3 separate regions of the Zea mays genome follow, and regions 2 and 3 are each linked to region 1. Evidence: chromatin contacts called from public Hi-C data. All regions are on one chromosome and are shown on one strand. Each heading gives the region's core, a stretch centred on a gene start, on an enhancer-like site or on the middle of the called end of the contact. The rest is flanking DNA. Distances are from core to core; before and after follow the strand shown.

Region 1 (3,003 bases), core at 374-2,873:
GCAGACGCAAACCTTGTAGTCGAGCAGCATCTGGGGCATCTTCTTCATCAGCTCAACAGTATTTGCTCGCCTGAGAGACGGAAATGAAAACGAGGCGTCAATCAGTTGACCCAGTGAGCAAACTAAGCACACAAATGGAGTGGAGGGGCGCAAGAGATGCGCGCGCTTACTTCTCGGCGGAGATGCGGTCGCACTTGTGGCCCTTGCGCTTGGTACGCATCTCCCCGCGGGGAGGATCGTAGCTCCAGTCCTCGCCGGCGAGGAGCACCTCCTTGCGGAGGCGGGCGCGCTTGCGAGCGCTGATGCCGAGCGGCTTCCACGCGCCGAGCTCCCAGTATCCCCACACCCCCTTCCCGAGCTCACCCTTGTACTTTGCCAGCTTCTCCTTCCACGGGTACCCCTCCGCCCACCTCGCCGCCGTCGCGGCCGCCGCCTTCCCGGCCATCGTCGTCAGCTCCGATCGCTCTGGGTCAGTTAGGGTTCAGCCCGCGGCTTCGGGTAGTAGAGTGACCACCTATTGGGCCTTCTGAGGCTGGGCCACATTGTAGCTCATGTATTGGGCTTTAATGGCACATAAGTGGGCGAGGGAGAGACCAGGTCCGCAGCTTTTTTTTCCAGCTTCTAGACACCAGAAGCTGCTGCAGACTAGTAAATGTCTAGCTTTTTTTCTTTTCAGTCTGCTTATATAAGAATTATTTTGGTCAAAATTGTCTAAAATCAACATGAACATATAATAAGCTGAGTCGTTGCGATAGTAAAAACCATCACTTTCGATATCATAAATCCTATGAAATATTTTATCTTCTTTTACATGTAATCACCATGATACTTAGATTCTCTTTACAGTCAGATTCTCCTCACAATCAGATTCTTAGAAAAGCTTCTCAGAAAAAAGCTGAACCAAACAAACCCCCAACTCTAATCGAGCCTTTTATAAAGCCTTGAGCACGAATTTCATGGAACATATTTTGGTTATAGAAGTTGTAAAAAACAGTTTCTATTTATTGTCTGCTTTTAGTACATTCTGATAAACAGCTAAACTGATAACTGCTTCAAAAATGTCCTGTTTGGTCTATCTTTTGCTTAAACCTATGAAAAAAATTTATAGAAGTTGTGTCAAAGAGGGCCTTTGTATACTGTCAACAAGATCTCGCTTCCTTCCAATACCGTTCATTTTTACAGGTGTGACAAATACGATAGAGTTGTTTACTTCTCTTTAGAAGTGAAGCACACTAACTAGTTCTAAGCGGATGAAAATCTAGAGAACTACTGAGTGGAAGAGATGGCCGGTTTGGAACAACCCCTCCTCTTATTATAGAACTGTTATATATTTGCAAATCCGCTCTTAGATCTTTTTAAAAAAAATCACTTAACCCAAGGAGCATAATAGTTTAAACGATAAAATGCCAAATGCCATCTCGACGTTCTCCCTTTGGTTTCGAGGTCCAAACGATAAAATGAAATGGGCTGGTGGGTCTCGTGGGCTCCGTTTTGCGATCTTTAGCAATTATCACGAGTACGTAGGCCGATAGTATGTACGTACGGGTTGGATACAGCCAGCCCAACGAATAGCAGTCGCACGGCACGCAGTAATAACCTGCCCATCCCCCGACCCCACCACCGAGCTTATCTCCTCCCGTCTAGGCGACGACGACGACGAAGCAGCGGGAGGAGCATAAGCGCCGCCGATCCCGAGCATACGAGCGAGTTCTCCACTCATCCTCCGCCTCGTGCCGCAGATCCCTACGTACGCCGCCCGCCAGCCATGGCCCGCTCCTCCTCGCAGTCGCAGTCCTCCGTTGGCGCTGGCGCCGGCGCCGGCGCGCGCCCGGCCACCGTGGGGCCGCGCGGCACGGCCGCGGCGGCCGCCGGGATGCGCCGCCGCCGCGCCACCGCGTCCGGCGGGGGTGGCGGATTCTCGGGGGGCGGCGGGAGCAACATGCTCCGCTTCTACACCGACGAGGCGCCGGGGCTCCGGCTCTCGCCTACCATGGTGCTCGTCATGTCCCTCTGCTTCATCGGCTTCGTCACCGCCCTCCACATCTTCGGCAAGCTCTACCGCTCCCGGACGGCCGCGGCCTCCGCGTGATCCGATCCGATCCGACCGCTCTTGCTCCCACACATCGGATCAGACAGACAGATCAGACGGTGAAGGTTTTGGTTTTTGGGTGATGAATTTGTGTATGGCGAGACGCGCAGCTTGTTGTGTTGCCTAGCTTTTGGTTGGTCCTTACTTTCGATCTGCAGATGGAAACCCTAGTACTGGTCAACTTAATGCGCCCTTTCTGTTATTTTCTTCCCTTGCTTTGAGAATTATTACTGGAATAACTATGACTAGTTTCTTCTAATTCTGCTTGCTAGCTACAAGTGCATCTTCCTAGCTTTAGATGTGCTCCATTGTTGTCGCTCCATTAACTACTTTCTGCACTTGCTAGGTATTCTGGGTACTTTTACCGAACTGGGGAGTTTGATTATTGCTTCGCACCTTACCTGCTAGCCATAAAATTCTGCATTATGTTGTGTGCTCCTATAATTTGTCAGTGTTTGTTTCGCCCCTCCAGCAAGCTCTTGTTCTGAAACTATAGCATTCGAAGTTTGTACAAGTAGCTATGCTCGACATGATGTTATTATGTTCATCGCGAGGTTATAACAATATGATGCTGGTTGATTTATATACCTGGAAGTTAGAATGGGCAAAGCATATGACAGCTCCTTATTGCATTAGGCTTGAACTGGATGCTGCTATGAGTTTTTTTATCAAAGTTTTAAGCGTGTCGGGTCAAGGGTATGGACCTCCACTAATGTTTGGTCGTCAGGTTAAGGGTCACTTGGGTGGGTCCCTAATGTCACTTGATTCCCCGAACTTTTATTAGTGTGATCTGATGTGGTTTCATTAGTGTGCTCTAATGTGGCATGACACATCCACATTCGATTTGTATGTTATAAAGGTATATCTTCATCTTATATACCTTAGTATCATTTAGTAGTGACAATCTTCCAACA
Region 2 (3,003 bases), core at 262-2,761, 590 kb after region 1:
TAATGTTCTTTCTTATATATGTGAATTGTAGAAGAATGACCAGGTAACACATGTGACAATATGTCAGCACCAAACAATTCCATCAATATGTTGGTCAACTTTTCAAGCACTGTGCCATGTTTCATGCCCGGAGAATATACGAGTCTTTTGCTTGGTCTTGATCAAGAAGCCTCAACTGCACGAAAACTACATTTTGATGAACCAGTAAATGATACAACATTTGGGAATAGAGAAGTTTTGTTACCAGTTGAGAATATTCCAGTTACTGTTATTGTTCGCCATATATAAATTAGAAAATTGTGATCTCCTTTATTACCAGTCGATCACAGATCAACAGGCTTCGAGTATGCTCCAGATACAACCAATTCTGGACTTGCCTTTTCTGATTTCTTCCAATGTTTTACTAATGTCAAAAGGAATAAGAGCAGAAGAGTGATCCCCAAACGAAGCCGTCAACAACCAACACACATATGCGTCAACATCCAACGTTGCAGCCAGCGGAGCCGTGCCTGCTCGCTCACACGTCACGGAGCCGAACGCGTGAAAACAGAGCCGAAGAGCCAGCGGCCAAGCGGTGGTGTCCTTCGTTGGGCCCATCATCCAGTTTCCGAGGGGCTGCAGCGTTCGGAGTTTGCAGGCCGGATGCACAACATCCCCCCTGAAATGGCCGGTGTATTGACGACATATGGGATTTTGGCAGAAGCGAAATGGCCCAAAGTACAAAGTAGGCACGGAGTATATGGGCCGACTGTACTAGTAAAACTGAGGCAGCTGGGCCCTGTGCATCCTTCTTGGGCTCGGTGGGCGAGCAGGCAATGGGCCATCACGTTGCAGGGCCTGGACTCTGCGGGTGCGTACGTGTTCCCTGAAGCCGAGACAGTAGTAGTACGTACTAGGAGGAGCGAACCGAAAAGAAAAGGAAGGCAAAAGATCCCTGGATCACGTGTGCACGCGCACACACGCAGCCGGCGACGTGCATACAATTCAACGGAGATCTAACCAACCTGCTAACCTACTACTACTACTATTACTACCTGCAGTGCTCAACTTGTCCTTCTCCAATCAATCACTGCAGCGCATCACAAGTATCAAACCGGCTGCCATTAAAAAAAAAGTACTACTAGCACATTTTGTCCGACCCATCGGTCCGTGTACACACACACACGCTCCCTATATACATTTTGCCAGCTGACTCGCCGCCGCCGCCCGAGGCTTTAAAATTCAAACCAAATTGAATAGTATTATTTTTTTATAAAAAAACGTTTATTAGTCAGCGAGGCCGTGTTGCGTCGCGCCTCTTTGGACTCCGTAGCAGCGGGCAGAGCCGTGCGCCGGCGATTCGATCCACCCATCTAATTATTTTATTTTATTTATTTATTTCGTTCACGTTTCCTACCCACCACGGAAGGCCGTCGCCGCCGTCCGATGCGCAGCGGACGGCCGTGGAGCCCTCACGTAGGGTGACGGCAACGAGAAAAATAAATAAATATATAATACTAGACGGAAGGAAAAGGGGTGGGGAGCCAACCACCACCTCTCCCCCTGCTAGTGCTCAGTCCTCGCCCTCTCGCTTTCCGAGGGAGCCTTTGCCTTTCCCCTCCGCCCGCCAGCCATTAATGGCGGCGGCATCTCCATCCACTCCCCCCTCGCCCCCCTCCCACTGCTGCTACTTCTAGAAGCGCTGGTGGCAGGGCAGGCGGTATCCCGGCCGCTGGCGCTGGCGCGAGAGTTGGTTGGTGGTGGTCTTCAGCCCCCCTCGCTCTTCAGGTTTAGGGTGGAGCGATCCGTGCAGGCCAACGCGGGGTGCGTGACCCAGAAAGGGAAACCGCCGGCTTTTTCTCTTCTGCCGCCCCGCTTTTCCAATCCCTCCTCAACCTCATCCGCCCCCGCCCGCACCCCGCAGGCACCATCACCAAAAAGGTCCCCGCCTTCTTCTTCTTCTTCTTCTTCTCCTCTGCCCCTGCTTGTCGTTTGCTCGTGCTCCCCCACCCCCTTTCTGATTCAGCAAGGGTTCCTTCCGCGGCGCGGCGCGTCGCCATGGGCAACTGCTGGGGCGCCAAGATCAGCTCCGACAGCCCGTCCCGCGGCGCCTCATCCCCGTCAGGTTTGTCTCTTCTCTTTTGGATCGCTTCGTTTAATTGATTCCACCTTCGATCACGTTAGCCGTCCATCACAGGCTTTGTCTTCCACTCTTTTGGATCACGATGATTTCTAGCACCATTTCAGTGCTATGTCTATGATAACCGATACAATATATTTTGCTAGCACGGCTCACTTAATTTACAGGACTTTTTCCCCTCACATGCCATGCCACTCACGGCACTAGCTGGATCGAACGTTCAGATTTTTGTTCAGCTAGGCCTAAATCCAGGGTTGCCCTGTTTTTATTTTTCAATGTTTTTGACTGCCCTCCCTCCTCCCCCGACCCCAACGCACGCCGAAGAAAGGTTTTACGTGTTTTCTTTGTATAAGCCAAGCCAAGGAAGCGAAGAGGAAGCTTCAGTCTTTGGCTTCTAACTTGGCGGCCCATGGGTCATTTCCCTCTTCTTTCTCACTTTATTAACACTGGGCAAACAAAAAGGAATATAAATACCACGATGCGCGGAATTCTCAAAGTTTCTTCCTTTTGATGATCGTCAGGGACGGCGTCCAAGTTGGCGAGCAGGAACGGGGCGGCGGCAGCCCTGAGCGGGTGCAGCAGCCACGCGTCGTCCGCGTCCATGCTGCCGACGCCCCGCAGCGAGGACGAGATCCTGGAGTCGGCCAACGTCAGGGCCTTCAGCTTCAACGAGCTGAGGACCGCCACCAGGAACTTCAGGCCGGACAGCGTGCTGGGCGAGGGCGGGTTCGGATCCGTCTTCAAGGGCTGGGTCGACGAGAAGACGCTCGCCCCGGCTAGGCCCGGCACGGGGATGGTCATTGCCGTCAAGAAGCTCAACCAGGATGGATACCAGGGCCACAAGGAGTGGCTGGTTAGTATCTGTATCTGTATGGAGAGTCTTG
Region 3 (3,003 bases), core at 186-2,685, 550 kb before region 1:
GAAAACAATATTCCCTAGATCCCACATAGAACGTGGGTGTGCATATCCATGAACTAACAACACAGGGTATTCTTTTTATTTATGTTATTGTCTATAAGTTACATCACATTATCCTTATGTATTCATCCTTACATTACCAACAAGTTTATCATTCGCACCGAGGACATCATTGCTATACTCGATCATTTCCTCCAAGGGTGGTGGATGGCTAGGTCCTCGTGGTAGCAAATCCCCAACAACATCAGGTGACATCGCTACCCTTGGTGGCGGATGGCTAGGTCCTCGTGGTAGCAAATCCCCAACAACATCAGGTGACATCGCCACCCTTGGTGGCGGATGGCTAGGTCCTCGTGGTAGCAAATCCCCAACAACATCAGGTGACATCGCTACCCTTGGTGGCGGATGGCTAGGTCCTCGTGGTAGCAAATCCCCAACAACATCAGGTGACATCGCCACCCTTGGTGGCGGATGGCTAGGTCCTCGTGGTAGCAAATCCCCAACAACATCAGGTGACATCGCTACCCTTGGTGGCGGATGGCTAGGTCCTCGTGGTAGCAAATCCCCAACAACATCAGGTGACATCGCCACCCTTGGTGGCGGATGGCTAGGTCCTCGTGGTAGCAAATCCCCAACAACATCAGGTGACATCGCTACCCTTGGTGGCGGATGGCTAGGTCCTCGTGGTAGCAAATCCCCAACAACATCAGGTGACATCGCCACCCTTGGTGGCGGATGGCTAGGTCCTCGTGGTAGCAAATCCCCAACAACATCAGGTGACATCGCTACCCTTGGTGGCGGATGGCTAGGTCCTCGTGGTAGCAAATCCCCAACAACATCAGGTGACATCGCCACCCTTGGTGGCGGATGGCTAGGTCCTCGTGGTAGCAAATCCCCAACAACATCAGGTGACATCGCTACCCTTGGTGGCGGATGGCTAGGTCCTCGTGGTAGCAAATCCCCAACAACATCAGGTGACATCGCCACCCTTGGTGGCGGATGGCTAGGTCCTCGTGGTAGCAAATCCCCAACAACATCAGGTGACATCGCTACCCTTGGTGGCGGATGGCTAGGTCCTCGTGGTAGCAAATCCCCAACAACATCAGGTGACATCGCCGCCATGGAAGGAGGCTTCATAGGTCCAGCGGATGGCATTCTCCATGATGGTGGCATCGCCGCCATGGGTGGAGGATGGCTAGGCCCAGACGGAGGTACTCTCGTCCGTGGCAATAAATCTCCGATCATGCTAGGTGGCATTGTTGAGTATGGTTGTGCATCTACTGTCGGTGCCAAAAGTGTGATCAATAGTGTCAGTGCCACCACAACCACAATTGGAGATGTGATGGCTCCGACAATACTAATCTTGCTGCTAACCATGGCTAGCTTGTGTTTTTCCCTTCTTTTGTTTTTGTGGATGTTTGTGCATAGGAGATCGTTGTGGTGGATGGAAGTTGGACCCCGTGTATATATATAGTCAAGCCTAGCTTGTAAATAAGGCATGCATATGGTAATCAATACGATCAGTGGAACGCTTTTATGGCCCTAAAAGAGGTGTGGCATGTATTTATAGTTTTTATATTTATTAATTTCTATATATGCACAAATGGAAAAGTTTTATTGGGCGGTTGAATATGTTTAGCCTGCTTTTATATCTTAACTTTTCAAAAGTACGTTCAAATAGAAGACCAATTTTAGAATGCTTTTACCTTATTAAGTTTTTACTATCTTAAAGACATAACTTCAACTAATCATTTACTACCCCTTTTATAACTCTATCAATACATTATAATTCAACCAGTTGCAACTATATGTCCTTTTGAGTTTTTTGTCACAAATACTTTCTCAAGCTTTGACAATCCTTGTACATAAAAATGTAGTGGCATTATAAAGTTAATGTTATTAGTATACTTAGGCTATGGTCAACAGATCGTGCATATGACTATGTAAAACATTGTTTTGCATTGTAGACTGCACCCTTTACATAGTTCTCTACTATATTAAAGCACCAGTTTCAACGGTCGTCCCTCGTCATCTTTTTACAAAGAACCTCTTGTATTTCTTCAAAATCAACATGTGGTCCCAGATCATATCCCATCCCTATCCTATTTGTTTGCACATTAGCGTTCTCACAGCTATCTCTCTAGAAACAAACCCCATCCATTTCACAACAACCTCTGCCCGCTTCTTCCGCCGTTGCACCGCCACCGACAAGGAGGATTAGGGCGCTCGCCTCCGGATAAGGATGCTCACTAGGTGATAAAAGTCGAGTCCAGCCAACTCTGAACCTCCTCGTCGCCCCTAGGGACCAAGATCTCATCTCCTTGCTCACTCGTCTTCTGCTCCGGCACGAGCTCCACTCCTCCCATTCCATGGGCAATGTGGCATAAACGGTAGATCTACCTAGCGTGCGCTTCATCTGGTCACATTTGTTCTCGTCGGATCTATTATTGGTAGAGACCACTCTAATTGTCGTGTTTTTTGCAGGGGCATTGACTGACCAGGACACAAGCTTCTCAAATAAGCAAGCCAAGTTGCTCAAGACACAGAAGTTCACGTCCGAGCTTGACCATCTGGTTAGCTCGTTCTTTCACTCATACCCTTTGTTTCTCAATTTGGCTGTAACGAGCGCACAATATTTTAGGGATATATAGTTGTTTCTGCAAGGGCTTCCTCTGATTCAGTGATTTTGTGCTTGGTAGGTGGATACATCAAAGGTCAAGTTGGACGTGATGAACCCTGGATTGCCAAGCGGGTCACTAAGCTACTTGGGTTCGACAAATGTTTCTGATCCATGCAGAGGTACTTACATTTTTCACTGAAAATTAGCCTAGGCATTATGGTCGTCTTGTTGTTTGTGACCTTGCACCCTTTTATTCTTTTTTGTAGGGTCTTTACTTAATGAGAACCCCAACTCATTTACCATTGTGATAGGACCAAAATTCACGTCCAAACTTTGCACTACATCTGCTGCATGTTTGCTTTGGTGTCCCGTTCCGATATGCTGCA

Evidence for each region. A called contact is a pair of places that touch in the nucleus more often than the background predicts.
Region 2: a contact with region 1 is called in a Hi-C map of bundle sheath, with 5 times the contacts expected there. The contact joins the promoter of LOC100285589 here to the promoter of LOC100280873 in region 1. A contact is called at or near these places in 4 of 25 Hi-C or Micro-C datasets (bundle sheath, endosperm, leaf and 1 more).
Region 3: a contact with region 1 is called in a Hi-C map of tassel, with 2.8 times the contacts expected there. The contact joins the promoter of LOC100279037 here to the promoter of LOC100280873 in region 1. A contact is called at or near these places in 3 of 25 Hi-C or Micro-C datasets (ear, endosperm and tassel).

What each region holds. Positions count from the first base shown.
Region 1 is chr8:137,055,132-137,058,134 of Zm-B73-REFERENCE-NAM-5.0, forward strand. It overlaps LOC100280873 (protein transport protein Sec61 beta subunit), which reads left to right and starts at 1,624. Exons shown (of 1, transcript NM_001153793.1): 1 at 1,624-2,489. The coding sequence starts at 1,766. The coding sequence ends at 2,089. It overlaps LOC101202700, which reads right to left and starts at 519. Exons shown (of 3, transcript NM_001294319.2): 1 at 171-519; 2 at 13-70. The coding sequence starts at 445.
Region 2 is chr8:137,641,468-137,644,470 of Zm-B73-REFERENCE-NAM-5.0, forward strand. LOC100285589 reads left to right here and starts at 1,512. Exons shown (of 6, transcript NM_001158480.2): 1 at 1,512-2,104; 2 at 2,641-2,972. The coding sequence starts at 2,038.
Region 3 is chr8:136,507,485-136,510,487 of Zm-B73-REFERENCE-NAM-5.0, forward strand. LOC100279037 reads right to left here and starts at 1,436. Exons shown (of 1, transcript NM_001399039.1): 1 at 56-1,436. The coding sequence starts at 1,374. The coding sequence ends at 115.